Regions from separate parts of the Anas platyrhynchos genome. Here region 2 is linked to region 1. The links are chromatin contacts, called in public Hi-C maps. All regions are on one chromosome and are shown on one strand. The core of a region is the stretch at or near the end of the contact, and the rest is flanking DNA. Distances in the headings are between cores, read along the strand shown.

Region 1 (6,767 bases), core at 2,102-4,601:
CTGTGCCCAAGTCTGTGATAAATACATAACAAACAATTTGTGAGTGAGTATGGACAAGGTTAGAAGTGAGGAGCTGCCCCTGGCATTCATGCACCCTTTTGTTTGCCCAGGATTGGTGAACTGCAGGAGACTTTGCTGAGTCTTGGCAGAAGAAAAAATGAAAACTACTCAGAAGCCAAAGCTGGCTGGGACCTGGACAGGTGAGTCTCTGAGTCTCCCCTCAGCAGCACGTTGGCTTGCAGCTTTCCTGCCAGTGTGCAGGGCTGTCACTGGGTGGAGGTGGCCCCTTGGTGTCACAGCCTGCTGCATGCAGTTGGTTGGACCAAGCAACGCAGTGCTCGCTGTGACCTGGGGTGTGTGGGGCAGGATTCATGTCATGGAAGCACAGGAGGTCTAACGTCTCTTCTTCTTTGTCTCGGTGGTGGCCCAGCAGCTATTCTGAGGAGGACGCAGTGCCAAAGGACACGGCTTTCCTTCTGGAGCGAGTGACACTCTCAGTGCCATCCTCTGGCAAGCTGCTCATTAAAGACCTGAGCCTCAGGATCTCACAAGGAGACAGCGTGATGATCGTGGGGAACACTGGCACAGGGAAAACATCTCTCCTGAGGGTCCTCGGGGGACTCTGGGAAAGCACACGGGGTAAGGACTGCAGGTCTCCATATCCTTCTCTTCTTCAACGAGGGCTGTCCTAGCTGAGTTTAGAAGGTAGCAACAAGAATTTGCAAGACGAGTGCCACTTGTGATATTAAACGTGTCACCATTTGAACTGTCCCTTCTCTGGATCACAAACTTCTCTGCGGCTCTCATCGCTTTGCTCCGTGCTGCCCATCTGCCTTTTCTGGGATGCGAAGGCGAATCCATGGCAGCAGCGAGGCGTTCCTAGCAGGCGCTGCAGGCTTAGCATGCGTGTGTCTCTGTGCAGGGAGCATCCAGATGCTGACCTGCTTTGGCCCCCACGGAGTGCTGTTCCTGCCGCAGCGGCCGTTCTTCACCGATGGCAGCCTGCGTGAGCAGGTGAGCCCTGGGCCAGCTGGCCCCAGCCCTGCAGGGCTCTTAGCGTGCCTCTGCAAACCCGCGTGCAGCAGGAAGGCCTGCAAGGGGGAGGATGCATGCGACTGCTCCTTCCCTTTTGGCTGACTTTGTGCCACCACCGCTGTGTTTCAGATGAGCCGTGTCCAGCTCCCTCTGACATGGCTTCTGTTGGTCTGTTTGACAGGTGATATACCCCCTGAAGGAGATCTACCCAGTGTCAGGTACGTGGAAATTCATCGCAGCAATTAGCCAACCCTGTGGTTTCAGCTCTCTGTTCTGTGCCCAGTGCAGCTTCTCCTCTCCCATGCCCCATCAGGAATGCTGTTTCACTTCTGTTGCACTCTGCTTTTCCCTGCAAGGTTTGCTCAGCATTCCCTTGCTTTCAAGAAGAATGCTTTCTCTTGATGCAGTGAGGACAGGCTGGCTGTGCTCTGCATGTTGTACTATGATCCGTGCTGAGACACCCTGCTGCTTTCTAAACTTGCTGTTGGGATTCGTCTGATCCATCTGGTACAACCTGCGTATGGGAAGCCGTGTTTGCCTTTATCTCAGTTTCCATGTACCATGTACCAGTGTCCATCTGTGACACACCAGGACCCAGTATAGATAAGTGGTTGAGTCAGCTCCAGCGGACCTCAGGAGTTTCTCCAAACCTTCCCTGCTGCCCCACGGCCTCCCCCTTGCAGCTGTGGTCTCAGCAGACGCGTCCTGTATTTAATCACTTTCTCCCCCAGGGCCTGCAGATGATGAGAGGATCGTGCGATTCCTGGAGTTGGCCGGGCTGGTGAGTCCCTGGTGGCGCTGCTGCTGGAGAGGGATGAAGGGATGAGGGATGAGGTGCTGTGGCAGCACGGCACAACCACGGGCTGGACACACGCAGGGGACTGGGTTGTAGCTGGGACAGGACTGTCCATGGGAACAGGCGGAGGAGGAGGGGTATGGAGCAACTTCAGACCAAGCAGGAGAAGACTGGGTAGCAGGGAGGGGATGATTGTACACAGGGCTGTGTCCCTGGGGGGCTGGCAGGGCTGGGGCAGTGTTCACACATCTGCTGTGCTCTCTGCAGGCTGATCTGCTGGAAAGGGCTGGAGGACTGGATGAGCAGGTGGACTGGAACTGGTAAGGCAGCTCACTGGGGGAATTTGGATGATCCCTCTGGTTGGGGAACGCTTCTAAGCAGCTGCACATTGCTGCTGGACTGGGGAGCATCTGTGTCCACCTGTGTCTTGTGAGAGGTGGGCTGTGCAGGGCTGAAAGGTTCCTGCCCCAAGCATCAATACAACATCAGCAGCCATGCTCTCTGCAGGAAACTGATTGCACAGTGGAGGGGGAGCACTGGGTGCACACAGGGCCAGTCATTTGCTGGGGTCTCCAGTACCAGCAACCACAAGCTCTTTAGCAAACAAGCTCTCTTTCTTAAGGGAGATTTTTGAATCTCGACCCTGCTGCAGGTATGATATCCTGTCCCCGGGGGAGATGCAGAGGCTCTCATTTGCACGTCTCTTCTACCTCCAGCCAAGATATGCAGGTGAGTGAACAACTGCAGAAGAAAGGCAGTGCCTTTGGCACAAACAGAAGCTGGTACAGAGGCAGCTTGGGAGCATGCTCGGTCTTAGTGATGATTTTAGGCAGCACACACAGGATTCAGAGGTGAAAATATTTCACTATCTTTGTGGCAGGGGGTAAATGAAGAGGTTTTGTGTAAAACCTCGTGTTCTTAGGGAAATATTAATGAGTGTTCGTGGTCCAGGTGTAATTACACCTGAGAGAGCACCCTCTCAACCTGCTCAACAGCTGCCATGTAAAGAAGCAGATGTGCTAGTGAGCACAAGCACAGTGTCAGCTGCCCTGTGTGCGGCTCACCAGCCTCCGTGGGGCTGTGGAAATGATGTGCCCTTGGGAACAGCTATAACACGGCAAAAGAGGACAAGAAGTGGTAGAAGAAACACTGCTGAGAGATCACAGAGGCAGCTCACGTTTGCAGTTTGGTCTAATTGCTTTGCACATTTAGATGGCTGGGGGGCTATTGGAGGAGTTATCAGAGGGGCCAGGGTAGATGTGTGTGCACAGAGCCAGTGTCAGTAGCAGGGAGCAACACTTAAGTACCTCTCATCTCCTGAAGCCTGCAGCACTGCTCTGTGCTATCTGGTCAGAAGGAACCTGAGGACTGTCAACTAAGAGCTGTAGAGATGATGTAAAACAAATTGCATTCATTTGCTCCAGGCCAGTAGTATTTGCTTTTAGCTGTCAGGAAGCCACGCCAGGCCATCCTGGCTGCTGCACCTGGGCTCTTGGCCAGGGAGGTGACGAGGCTGCTGTTCAGCCAGGCGCTCTGGCATGCAGCCCGTGTTGGGAAGGTCACGGCTTAGATTTCACAGTGGTGAGAACAGGGCAGTGGCTGGCAGCTTTTGAGGGAAAGGAATGAGGTGAACAGGGCTGTTTGAGTGGATTTAAGGGCTTGTGGGGAAGGGCAGCCTTCCCACTTGGCTGGCAGCAGCTGTACCAGAGTAAAGTCAAGGTCCTTAGGCTTCTTGCTTGCTCTTGGTGAGCTCCACTTAACATGTGAAATATCCCGAGCAGTCACTGCTCGTTTGCCCAGGGGGAGAGGACAAGTTGGGAGAGGAGGGATGTGTGGGGCTTACGGCTTGTTTCTCAGTGCTAGATGAAGCCACCAGTGCCCTGACAGAAGAGGTGGAGCATGAGCTGTACCGTGTGTGCCTTCAGCTGGGCATGACGCTGGTCAGTGTGGGACACAGGCCCAGCCTGGAGAAGGTGAGGAGGGGAGGTGGCGTTACATGACTGGTGGCAAGGGGGGGAGGCAGAGAGGGTGCCTGGTGAGCAGAGGGGAATGGCTGAGGCTGCAGAGCCTTGCTGTGGGAGAACACGCCCTCAACAGGAACATCCCTCAGTTGTTGTGTCGCTGAATTGCAGTTCCACAGCTGGATTTTGAAGCTTCATGGCGAGGGAAGATGGGAACTCATGCGATGTGAGAGGATGAAGCGGCTCCCATCTGAGGAAGGGTGCTGATAAACATGCCCGAGTCTGCACAGCTGCAGAACCTGCGCACCCCTGGGAGAGCTCTGAAGAGCAGACTGGGAGTGCGGAGCCAGCAGCTGCCAACAAGGCATTCGTTTGGTGCAAAACCAGTTACAGATTTTGCTGATGGATGTCCAGCCAAGTCTGAACTTCACGGGGGAAGGGGCTGAGCTGCTGTGCTGCTGCAAAAGACAACACTGCCTCATGGGTTTTGTATAAGCCATGGGCAGAGGAACCTCCCCTCACCCAGGATGCAGCAGTGCAAGGATGGGATGCAACCTGATGTTGTGCTGTCTTTGCCTCACCGGGACCTCTGCCTCTGGTGTACAGCTCTGCAGTACGGGCTTCTGTAGCTCTGGTTCTACCAAAAGGGATTCTGAGCTGCTGGCTCCCCAGGCAGTTAAGGGATGCATTGTAATGGGAGGAGGAGGCCGGCACAGAAAAGGACATGGCTCTCCTCTCCTTAAGACACAGGGTTAAGGTTCAAATAAACATTTTTGTATTAAAATCTAGGGTCTGTTATCCATGTTCCTGGAGAAGAATCCGTTTGTGTTATCCAGGCTTCTGCCTCTTCTGCTTTTTTTCTTTCTGCTTTAGGAGAGATGACTGTGTGTTGGCAGTGCTCTTGGACTAGACTAGTGGTGAAGAGCAGAGCAGGGGTAGGGCTGCATGCACTCTGCTGGGGTGATGCCATGGTGGCAGGCTCACAGCACACAACCTCCTCCTTCCCCTGCCTCTGCGCCTCCTCTCCCCTTGCTCCCAAGTCCCAACTCCCTCGCCTTGCTGAGCTGGCAACTGCTCTCTGTCAGAGCAGGCCCGCTGAGTAAGAGGTGGCTATTTTTACACAGCCACTTTTCTGACCAGCACAGAAGCCTTCCAGGAAGCCTTCCAAGCATGAATTGCTTTCGGATCTGATCAGCAAAGGCTGTGCACTGCCTGCCTGCCAGTACGGGCGCTGCAGGAGGAGCCACCAGTTACTGACCAGCAGGTGCTCCTGGGTTTGTCTGCAGCTCCAGCCACTGCTGCTGCAGGACAACGTTCCCTCATCATGCACCATCCCTGCACTCACCAGGTTTGGGAAATGTCCCATGCCTCCCTGTGGTGCATGGTCTGGCATTCAGCACCTGGAAGCTTCATGGGGAGTTGCCTTTGATCAGAGTACTACTGCCTCCCCTGTGGAGCTATGGAGGCCCCATAGCTCCAGGATGGACCAACAGCACTAAGAGGTCTCATGTTCTCTTTGCTCTTTGTGGCAATTCCCCAGGTATGCCTTGCCCTCTAACTGATCAGGGAGAGCAGCACCTGAGCCTCATCTTCTTCATATCTGTGTGGGCAGGAAGATGTTGGTCTCTCTGTGCTGCTTTGGAGCTCACTGAAATGCTTTCTGGCTAAGGTCTGACACCCAACCCCTTCTTCTCTTTGGCTGAATTCATCTTCCTTGAAGAAGTGACCAGACTCATACACAGTATTCCAGTTTAGTTTTATTCTCGTTCATATCTTTACAGAAAATGGCACATAAATCACAGGTTCTGAATGACTAGAAGTTGTTACAGCTCCATATCTCAAACACCTCAATACTGAATTCTTTTCTCACTGTATATACATTATTTACACACCGCGGGCTATAATCTAACACCTTGAACTTTGAACAAACTGGGGACAAAGACAGATGGGGGCTGTATGAAGGGGGTCAATTTTGACAGAATAAAAACAGTAGCTCTGGGGAGAGGGTGCTGGCAGCTGAAAGCGGGGCAGAGAGGGCTGTGTGGAAGTGACTGTCCTACATCCTCCTTGGGGAACACAGCCTGACCGGGATGGAAGGGTGATGGTAACATGGGGCACTGCAAAAAACAGCGGGTTTGGCTGCGTGGGTCTGTGTGTGCACGTGTGGGGTCAGCGAGGAGACATATGTACACATTACAGCATGTGTCAGGGGCGGATCTGCATGGCTGTCGTTCCCTTTAGCGCTCAGAGGGCAAGCGGGGCAAATTCAATTCCATAAATAAGTTTGGCAAATGTTGTTGCATCTCCTGGAATAATTTAAGCGGTAAATGTTTCCCCTGGCATTCGACCTCTCTGCAGTGGAGGCTCTGGCCTTCGGGACACAGACACATTTAGCCGTCTCTGCCAGCCTTGCGGGAGCAGCCTGCCCCTAGCGTGTTTTACAGCCAGGGCTGCAGGCATTGCTGTGCAGCGAGGTAGAAGCTGCAGGGATGGTGCCTGGCCCTGCAGCCCGAGGGATGCTGAGCTAAATAGCGTGGCACCGGCCTCCAGAGCCCACCACCGTGATGGCTTCAGCCCCTGAGTGTGTGTGGAGGAGACGACGGTGTGGGCCGGGGTGACCTGGAGGTGCAAGGTGTGAATGGGACATCAGGTCTGTGGGCAAAGCCTGTGTCTCCCCTCATAAAGGAGGCAAAAATCAACTGCCCCAAACCCACAGCCCCTGGTGCTGGGGGCCGCAGGCTCGTCCTGCCACAGGCAGGGCTGGGGCAGCGGGTGATGGCCGGGTTGTGGGGCACAGCAGCAACACGGGGCAGGAGGAGGAGCTGAACCAGGCTGAGCCAGCCTGGAGGAGGCTGGATGGGGCCTGGGGCCGGAGCCACGGTCCCCCCTGGGGTGGTGATGGAGATGAGGAAGGGGCAGGGGTGAGGGAGGCCCTGGGGGCAGAGGAGCGAGGGGCAGGGCTGCGCTCCAGGGGA
Region 2 (7,358 bases), core at 1,956-4,455, 110 kb after region 1:
CTTAAAAATTCAAGAATTCAGTTACCATAGACTAACGGTTTTAAATCTCAGATCTCAAACGGTTTTTTCCTCACTTGGTCTATTCGTATTTATTTGTTCTCAGTAAAAATAAATGCAACATAAACATTTCTAAGCTTTGTGCACTTAATGTAACTTATACTCCGCTTAAACTCCATTTAGCATAGCAAAGCTCTTTGATGTGTAAGCCTACAGCTTAACTGGGAGAGCCAATCAGCCAGTCTTTGTATTTGACTAAGATTTCCATCATTGAAGTATAACTTCTATACCCCTAAATGCTTCTTACAATCTTAAAAGGTATTAGCACTGAAAGTAAAATAAATTTAAGTGCATGGAGTGTGTTCAGTCTTAATGACCTGTTGATAAGAAAGCATCAAAGCATTCTAGGCTTACTGTTGGTAAGCTTTCAAAGCTCTGTGCATAGAGCAAGAGTAACTGCAGCTAAAGTCTATGAAAGGCCAAAATTAAGCAAAGAAAGTTAAATGTGTCAACGTGCACAGGTAGTGCTTAAAGGAAGCACAATCTCCCTTGAAATCTTCAAAGCTGGATCAACCTGTTAACAACAGTTCTAAATGTGATTATGAAAGCAGCAGCTTCAAAAAAATTGGTAAAAAATGGTTGTTGGTTAAGTGGGATGAAAGTCAATTTTAGAATGCAGCGACAGCACCTCCTGCTACAGCTGACTATAAAAAAATACAGCAAGTACAGAAACAGGAAGAAGCATGAGCACTAATGGCTAGCAAAATCCTACACACAAGTCTCAAGGTGTAGGCATTACACAAAGTTTCACAAAAGTACTGCTACAAATATTCAAAGAAATACCTTCAGCATCTGTACAGGAACTGAAGGAAAGTTACCTGATTTATTTAAGTCAAATATAAGTCAAAGTGGTATCTGATAATTACTGCTAAGATATTTTCCCCCACACAGGTAGACCGTAAGCTGGAGCAGCAGGCATTCTGTTGTGCAGGTGCCCTCTCCCTGTTTCTGAAGGTCACAAATTACTGTGTTATCACATTACTAGACCTTAACATTCAAACTAGAAGTCAAAACCCAAAGATAAGAAATTCTAAATGCACCCCATTAGTCTTCATTGCACCCAGGGTAGACTTGTTCAGGGTAGCACACTTTCCAATCAGATCTCCTACTGCACCTCCACAACTGTGAGATATTTGCCAAATCTGTCAACACCCTTTTCCAACTAGAGGTGTACCACAAGCACATGTTTTAGTGGGAAGATTTGCACCACAGTCGGTCACATCCATACATAGAACTTACATTCATCCAATCCCAGCTGGTAAGCCAAGTTCTGCAGGCCACGAACCTTCTCCATCAGGTTAGCTGTAGTGAGGCTCCCCAACTCTAAAAGGAGAGAAAACCACCTTTTTTAACACTGTCTGTAGACCTCTGGCTTGTTTACAGACCTCTAGTCTGGCAGTTTATACGTTTACTATTTCAGAGCATTCAAATAATACTTCCTACAATTTCAGTTTGAACTGCACAGACTGTGTTCTTTAATCCTTACACCTCATACATGAGAACCAGCAAAAAGTTATAGCCATATAAAAAGCAGTTTGTCCTACTTCCCTCACAGAACAATTCACCTGGAATTCACATGAGAAAGAAGAGCAAGCTCAAGGAAGATTACTACAAATGCCTGTAATACGCAGCAAATCCATATGCTAGCTAGCCTTTCTGCAGCTTTTCATACAGCCTTACAAACAACCATTCCACTGGAGATCTCAGGTACAAGAGTGAAAACACACTCACACAGCATCATTCAACAAGCCACTCAACAAATCTAAGCTACTCACCAAGCTTAATCATTTGGGGTCTACCAAAAAAAAAACAAAAAAACCTTTATGCCTCTTCTCAACAACAGGAGACACCTACTACATAACATAACGTATAATGTTACACAGGTTTAACTATTTCTTACTTGCTTGTTTTGAAAAAAACAGACAGCCTTTGATGTCAGGGTATTTTCCTGGAGATGACAGGAGTAACAAAAAATTCAAGTAATTGACAAGGTAGAGAGACTGCTAATCTAGATCCTTAAACTGGAGATTCTGCAAATACAAAGGCTAGAGATCAGAAGCCACAGGGCTCACTGATAGGAGTTTCTTGCTTTCAGAAGTGAAATAAATTAATGGGATAATGAAAATAAAAATAATAAAAGCACAAGCTGTTAGACATCCAGGACAAAAACTCTGAAAGAAATGTTGAACAGCCCAGAAGGATCCCTACACGTCCGGAAGGGTTCAGAAGCAAGCCCTTTAACCCTTGTTTTTTATAGGCACCGAATTCCCACCTGCTTTGACAGCCCTACTCCCCCCAGCACCCATACTCACCCTTTAACATATCTATATCATCGTTTTCCAGCTCAGCCATCCATTTGGGAGGAGAACTCGTAATGGGCTGGTTTGGAAAAGAAAAGAAGAAGCAGAAAACAGACCGTGCTCAGACCAGGGCATCTTTGGGAACATACAAGGAAGTTTAACCTAGAAGTTAAGGCCAGTTTAACTGACAGGAAAGATGAGGGTTCCAGGAGCTCTGTGGGGATAGTTTAACGCTTAACCTTGTTTTCTACCTTCCCCTGGACGTTTTAGGGGTTAAAGCAGGGCAGTGACACCCACAAACCAATGAGAGGACCCAGAGGAGGCTTCCCTAAGGCTTAAAGCCCTTCCTTCCCCCCCAGGCTGCAGAGGGGAGGCTCGGCCAGGAGGCGGGCAGCAGCAGAGGAGACCCAGAGCGGGTGGCTTACACTTTTGAAGGAGGCGGCGAACTCGGCGACTCCCGGCACTGCAAGACAGAGAGCGGCCGTGAGCGGGGCGGGCAGGGCTCCCCCCACACACACCCCAAACCCTCCACAGCCCCCCAAAACTCACGCTGCTCGGGCCACAGGTCCGGGGAAGCCCGGTCCAGCTTCTCAAAGCTCAGCAGCGAGGCCTCCAGGTCGGCGCCTGCAAGAGACGGCGGTGAGGGGGGAAGCGGTGAAGGGGGGGGAAGCGCTGAGGGGGAGCCCGCGCCCGCCGCCCCCCGCCTCACCGTCCGCGGCAGCCGCCATCTTGCCGCGTCACGTGAGCACAGCCGAGGGGGGGAGTGTGGAGGGGAGGGGGATAAAAATCCCGCCTTCGCCCCCGCAGCCAATCAGCGGCCCGGAGCGGGGGGCGGTGGAGGAGGAGGGGCGGGGAGAGGGCGTGGCCTCAGCCCGGCGGGCCAATGGGAGAGCAGGGGGCGGGGCTAGGGGGCGCCGCGGAGGGGTGGGGGGGTGTGGGGGGGGCAGGGACCCTCGGCCGGCATGGCGGCGGCGGCGGCGGCGGCAGCGCGGGGGGCTTGGGGCGGGCGGCGGCGCTTGGCGCTGGGGGTGAGGCGGCGGGGCCGGGACCGCGGGGGCGGCTCCGGGAGCCTGAGGGGGTTTTGGGTCGGCGGGGAGGGAGCTGGGGAGGGGGTGCGGAGCTCGCCCTGACCGCGCCGTGTCTGTGTGTTGGCAGCTGCCGCGGAGAGCCGGGGCGCCATGGGTCGCCTCAGCCGCCGCCTCCTCCTCGTCCGCTGTGGTGAGTGCCCGGGGGGGTGTGGGGGGGTGGGGGCGTGGGGGGGCTCCTCCCCCTTTCAAATAATCCAAAATTGCGCTGTGAGGAGGCGTCGAGCTCGGGGCCTCGCCTGGCAGCCAGGTGCTGGCGTGCCCGAGCTCCCCTCCGGGGGCTGCGCAGGGTCTGTGCCTTGCTAAGCGCAGCCCTGCCCGTAACCACCTGCAGTGGGATTTGCTTTCCACCCGCTGCCCTGCTCCTACCTCCCTGCTTATCCCTTACCAGCCTCGCGACAGCTCGCACCTCAGTCCCGCTTTGTCAGCTTCTTGCAGCCCTTTCTGTCCTTCTTCTTCCCACTCATCCCCTTTCGCTGCCAGCACCTGTCCAAGCCAGCCCCATTTATCTTCCGAATTCTCCCCCTGATCTCCCTTCATTACACCACGAATGGCATCCCAACCCTCTTATTCCCCCTCCCTTATCCCAAACCTTCCTTTTCCTCTCCCCTGCACGTGAGTTGGGAAGTGGTGTCCTCCCTCCGTGCTGCCTGCCAGGACGATCCGATCGCTGTGAACTCAGCACCCACAGGTTCCTCACCCACAGCTGCAGAACCACAGGGGGGCAGGGAAAGGCCAGCTTAGTGCCTGCAGCTATGAGGTTGAAAGATGAACCCGCTTAGTGGTTTGATGGGAAAGGAACGTAGTACAGTTTGTACCGGGTGGGTGGAATCCTCACAAAGTGAATTATTAACTGTTTTTTTTTCTAAACATTTATGAATTGCGGGTTTTTGATTTTCTTAGTAACATAGTGTTTAAATAGATTGAAACAGCTCTGAACATAAGTAGCAATGTACTTTTTCTGTACCAGATTTTGAAAGAACTTTAGCCATTTTGCTTGAAAGTGGGGGAAAAATGAGGCTTAGTGGTAAATGAAGACCTACATGTAATGAGGCACATTGGCACGTGGGCACCTTGAGACAAAGATCACTCACTGGCCTGCGTTTTGTCCTCCACAGCCAACAACCAAACTGTTCATCGATGGCAAGTTTGTTGAATCCAAAACTACAGAATGGATCGATATCCACAACCCAGTGAGTGAAGCAGCCGCTGCTTATATACTAACGGTCGCTGTGCAGCAAGGGTCTGTGCTTCCATTGAATCGTCTGGCGAAAGGGGAAAGTATATGTCTGTCTTGAGAAAGCTTAGTCGTGGAGCTTAAGATGGATTTAGCACCGTGTAATTGCTTCTCAGTTTCCTCTTCGCATGAAATGTCAGTCTTAGGAAAGTGATGACCTTCTTTATCTCCCCTGTGTAGTAAAAGCCTGATCTCTGAAGAGGAAGCTTAAACCCTGCTTACTGTATTTTGCTCATGGAAAGGCTCTGTGATTAGTATGTCAGAACTTCAGGCGGCTTCCTTTCACCCCGTATGTGTGCAACCTGATACGATTTGATGCCAGCTGCATGTAAAGTCCTGATAGAGATCAATTTCACTCTCGGTCCTAGGTAAAAATCTTGGCAGCTGAAGCTTCTCTCCTTTGAGAAAATTTCCATCTCTGTGCCGTGATATTCACTGTGGATTTAGAGGCTGGATGCTGTGCAGTGCAAAATGAGCTTAGATGAGTAGCACTTGCACTTGCCTGAGTCCTGCACCAAAGGGCCCAGAATTCTGACCCTTGCAGTAAGCATTTGGACAGCAGTTTTTAAAACTTCTCTGTAAAGACCTATTTTGATGTGCTTTGTGGAAGTGTTATGGGCTGCAAGCTGTGTTCCTGAAGCTCATTCGGTCACTCTGGGGCAACCAGTGTTCTTTTTTTCCTAAGTAGCTTCTCTCTTAGTGACCTACCTGATGGTTTTGTTATGTCAAAGCAGACTTAATTTTTAAGTGTGCGTGAGAAGGAGGTCAAACCAACAAAGACAAGCCTTAAAAGCTAAAATACTATAGCACTAAGGTTACTCATAAAGATCTTTTTTTCAGCCTAGTGACCTAGGTAAACTAAGATCAGTGTCAATTGCACAATCACATGCTGCTCTTTGCAAAGCAACCTTGCTTTGTTTAATGCACAAGAGCAAATGAGCCAAGACGATAGAGAAGGAAAAGACTGTAGGCCACAGAAACCTTTCTAAAAGCTGAAAAATATATCAGACAAGTCACTTCAACTCCAACTTGGAAGCCAGCACTGCATTTACAGCTTTCTGCATGTCTATTCTGAGATGTGAGAGGGCAGGTTTTCAGAACTAGGAAATACATAGAATTCCTGTTGTAGCCCAGGCCTTTTGCCTGTTCCAGGGAAGGAATCTTTCTCCTTCCCCATGAGAAGTACATCTCCTTTTAGAATAAGGATATTAAGCATGTGGTGTAAGGTACTGTTGAATGGTTGTCAGGCACAGCTGGAAAAAGTGGAGTTTTGATGCAATTTGTTCTTTTCCACCAGGCCACCAACGAAGTGGTTGCTCGCGTACCGAAAGCTACACCCAGTGAGATGGAGGCGGCTGTGGCTTCTTGCAAAAAGGCTTTTTGGAACTGGTCGGAAACATCTGTTTTGAGTCGCCAGCAAATCTTCCTGCGTTATCAACAGCTCATCAAAGACAATCTGGTGAGACACATCTATGTGTGATGACTGTTGCTGAATGCCTTGTAGCTGACTCAGTGAATGACATTGAGAGACTCGGGCTTTAACTGAATTCTTGATGAGGTCTTGCTACCATAATTGAGCTGACAGAGTCACCCTCATTTAGAGGTGAGGCAAAGCACTTTCCAGGCAGATGTGGGGAACAGAAGCAGTGCTTCTTCAGGAGTATTATTCTGCATTTGTTCCTTTTACCAAAAAAACACAGGAGGAACTTTTAGCCTGGATGGAGAATGTGCCAGTTGACAAAGACAAGTGGGAGAAGGATGTTAAAATGTTTTTGGATTCCACAAATTTTTGTGTCCTTGTTGTGACATGTGAAAGCAATAGAATATAAGTCAACCTACAGTTGTTTTTTGTTCTTGTTGTTTTTAAATATCGCCTGTGCAACTTAATGGCTTATTGTCCACAAAGAGCAAATCAGCCCATGCAGGCTTTCCCAGGGTCTACTCAGACTGTTCAGCTGATGTTCAGCACTCTGTAAACTTAACCCTGCACTCTATGTCATGGCAGGCTCTCCAGTAACACTCATAAACTTTGTTTTCCATTTTCAGAAAGAAATTTCAAAACTCATCACCTTCGAGCAAGGGAAGACCCTGGCTGATGCTGAGGGAGATGTGTTCCGAGGCCTCCGTAAGCTGCTGGCTCCTCCTGTTACAAAAGGGGCTTTCAGATCCCTTAGGAAGGGAGGAGGTCTCCTGAGCAACTGTTTGCTCCAGGAGTCTGTACATGTAGCTCCCTTCATAGCCTCCTTCTGAAAGAAAAAGGGCAACTGTAACTCTTAACCTGAAATGTTCCCTTAGATGGAACTTCCTTAAATCACTTCCAATTTTTAGATCCTTCCTTTTCCTGGGAGTGAATACAAATTGCTGTAAAAGGATTGTTCTCAAATGGCTACAACTGAACCACAGTGGGTACACTAAAACCACATCTGTATTTTGACTGGGGCTGTTGTGTCTGTGCTCCTATCACAGTGGCATATAATGTACTCAGGAGAGAATCTGTTCACAATGAGCTCACAGTACTTGGCAGATCAAAGGGATTTTCTGGAGCACAATGAGTTTTAAGTTGTGGGAAAAGGCTGGAAGGAAGACTTGGGTCAAGGCAGTGGTGAGAAGGGAGTTTGGGGACTGACCATTAACAGATCACCCAGTGGCGTATTGCCCTTTCTGCTGCAGAGGTGGTGG

What was found. A called contact is a pair of places that touch in the nucleus more often than the background predicts.
Region 2: a contact with region 1 is called in a Hi-C map of F1 follicle, with 4 times the contacts expected there. The contact joins the promoter of LIN52 here to the enhancer-like site in region 1. A contact is called at or near these places in 3 of 8 Hi-C or Micro-C datasets (F1 follicle, skeletal muscle and subcutaneous adipose tissue).

What each region holds. Positions count from the first base shown.
Region 1 is chr5:24,478,245-24,485,011 of IASCAAS_PekinDuck_T2T, forward strand. ABCD4 (ATP binding cassette subfamily D member 4) reads left to right here. Exons shown (of 18, transcript XM_038180284.2): 10 at 111-200; 11 at 431-639; 12 at 923-1,014; 13 at 1,217-1,253; 14 at 1,767-1,816; 15 at 2,099-2,151; 16 at 2,484-2,560; 17 at 3,689-3,804; 18 at 3,964-4,580. The coding sequence ends at 4,059. It overlaps VSX2 (visual system homeobox 2), which reads right to left. Exons shown (of 5, transcript XM_038180285.2): 5 at 5,537-6,767. Among named protein-coding and RNA genes, the nearest start is that of ABCD4, 16 kb to the left of the region's middle. Within about 2 kb of position 3,352, at least 5 of the 8 cell types and tissues checked have an H3K27ac peak or open chromatin away from gene starts, as enhancers often do. A contact at or near this core is called in F1 follicle and subcutaneous adipose tissue, where this site is marked.
Region 2 is chr5:24,584,805-24,592,162 of IASCAAS_PekinDuck_T2T, forward strand. It overlaps LIN52 (lin-52 DREAM MuvB core complex component), which reads right to left and starts at 3,206. Exons shown (of 6, transcript XM_027459621.3): 1 at 3,067-3,206; 2 at 2,907-2,981; 3 at 2,783-2,820; 4 at 2,370-2,436; 5 at 1,297-1,380. The coding sequence starts at 3,085. ALDH6A1 (aldehyde dehydrogenase 6 family member A1) reads left to right here and starts at 3,283. Exons shown (of 12, transcript XM_038179530.2): 1 at 3,283-3,385; 2 at 3,513-3,575; 3 at 4,561-4,635; 4 at 5,977-6,138; 5 at 6,726-6,804; 6 at 7,350-7,358. The coding sequence starts at 3,320.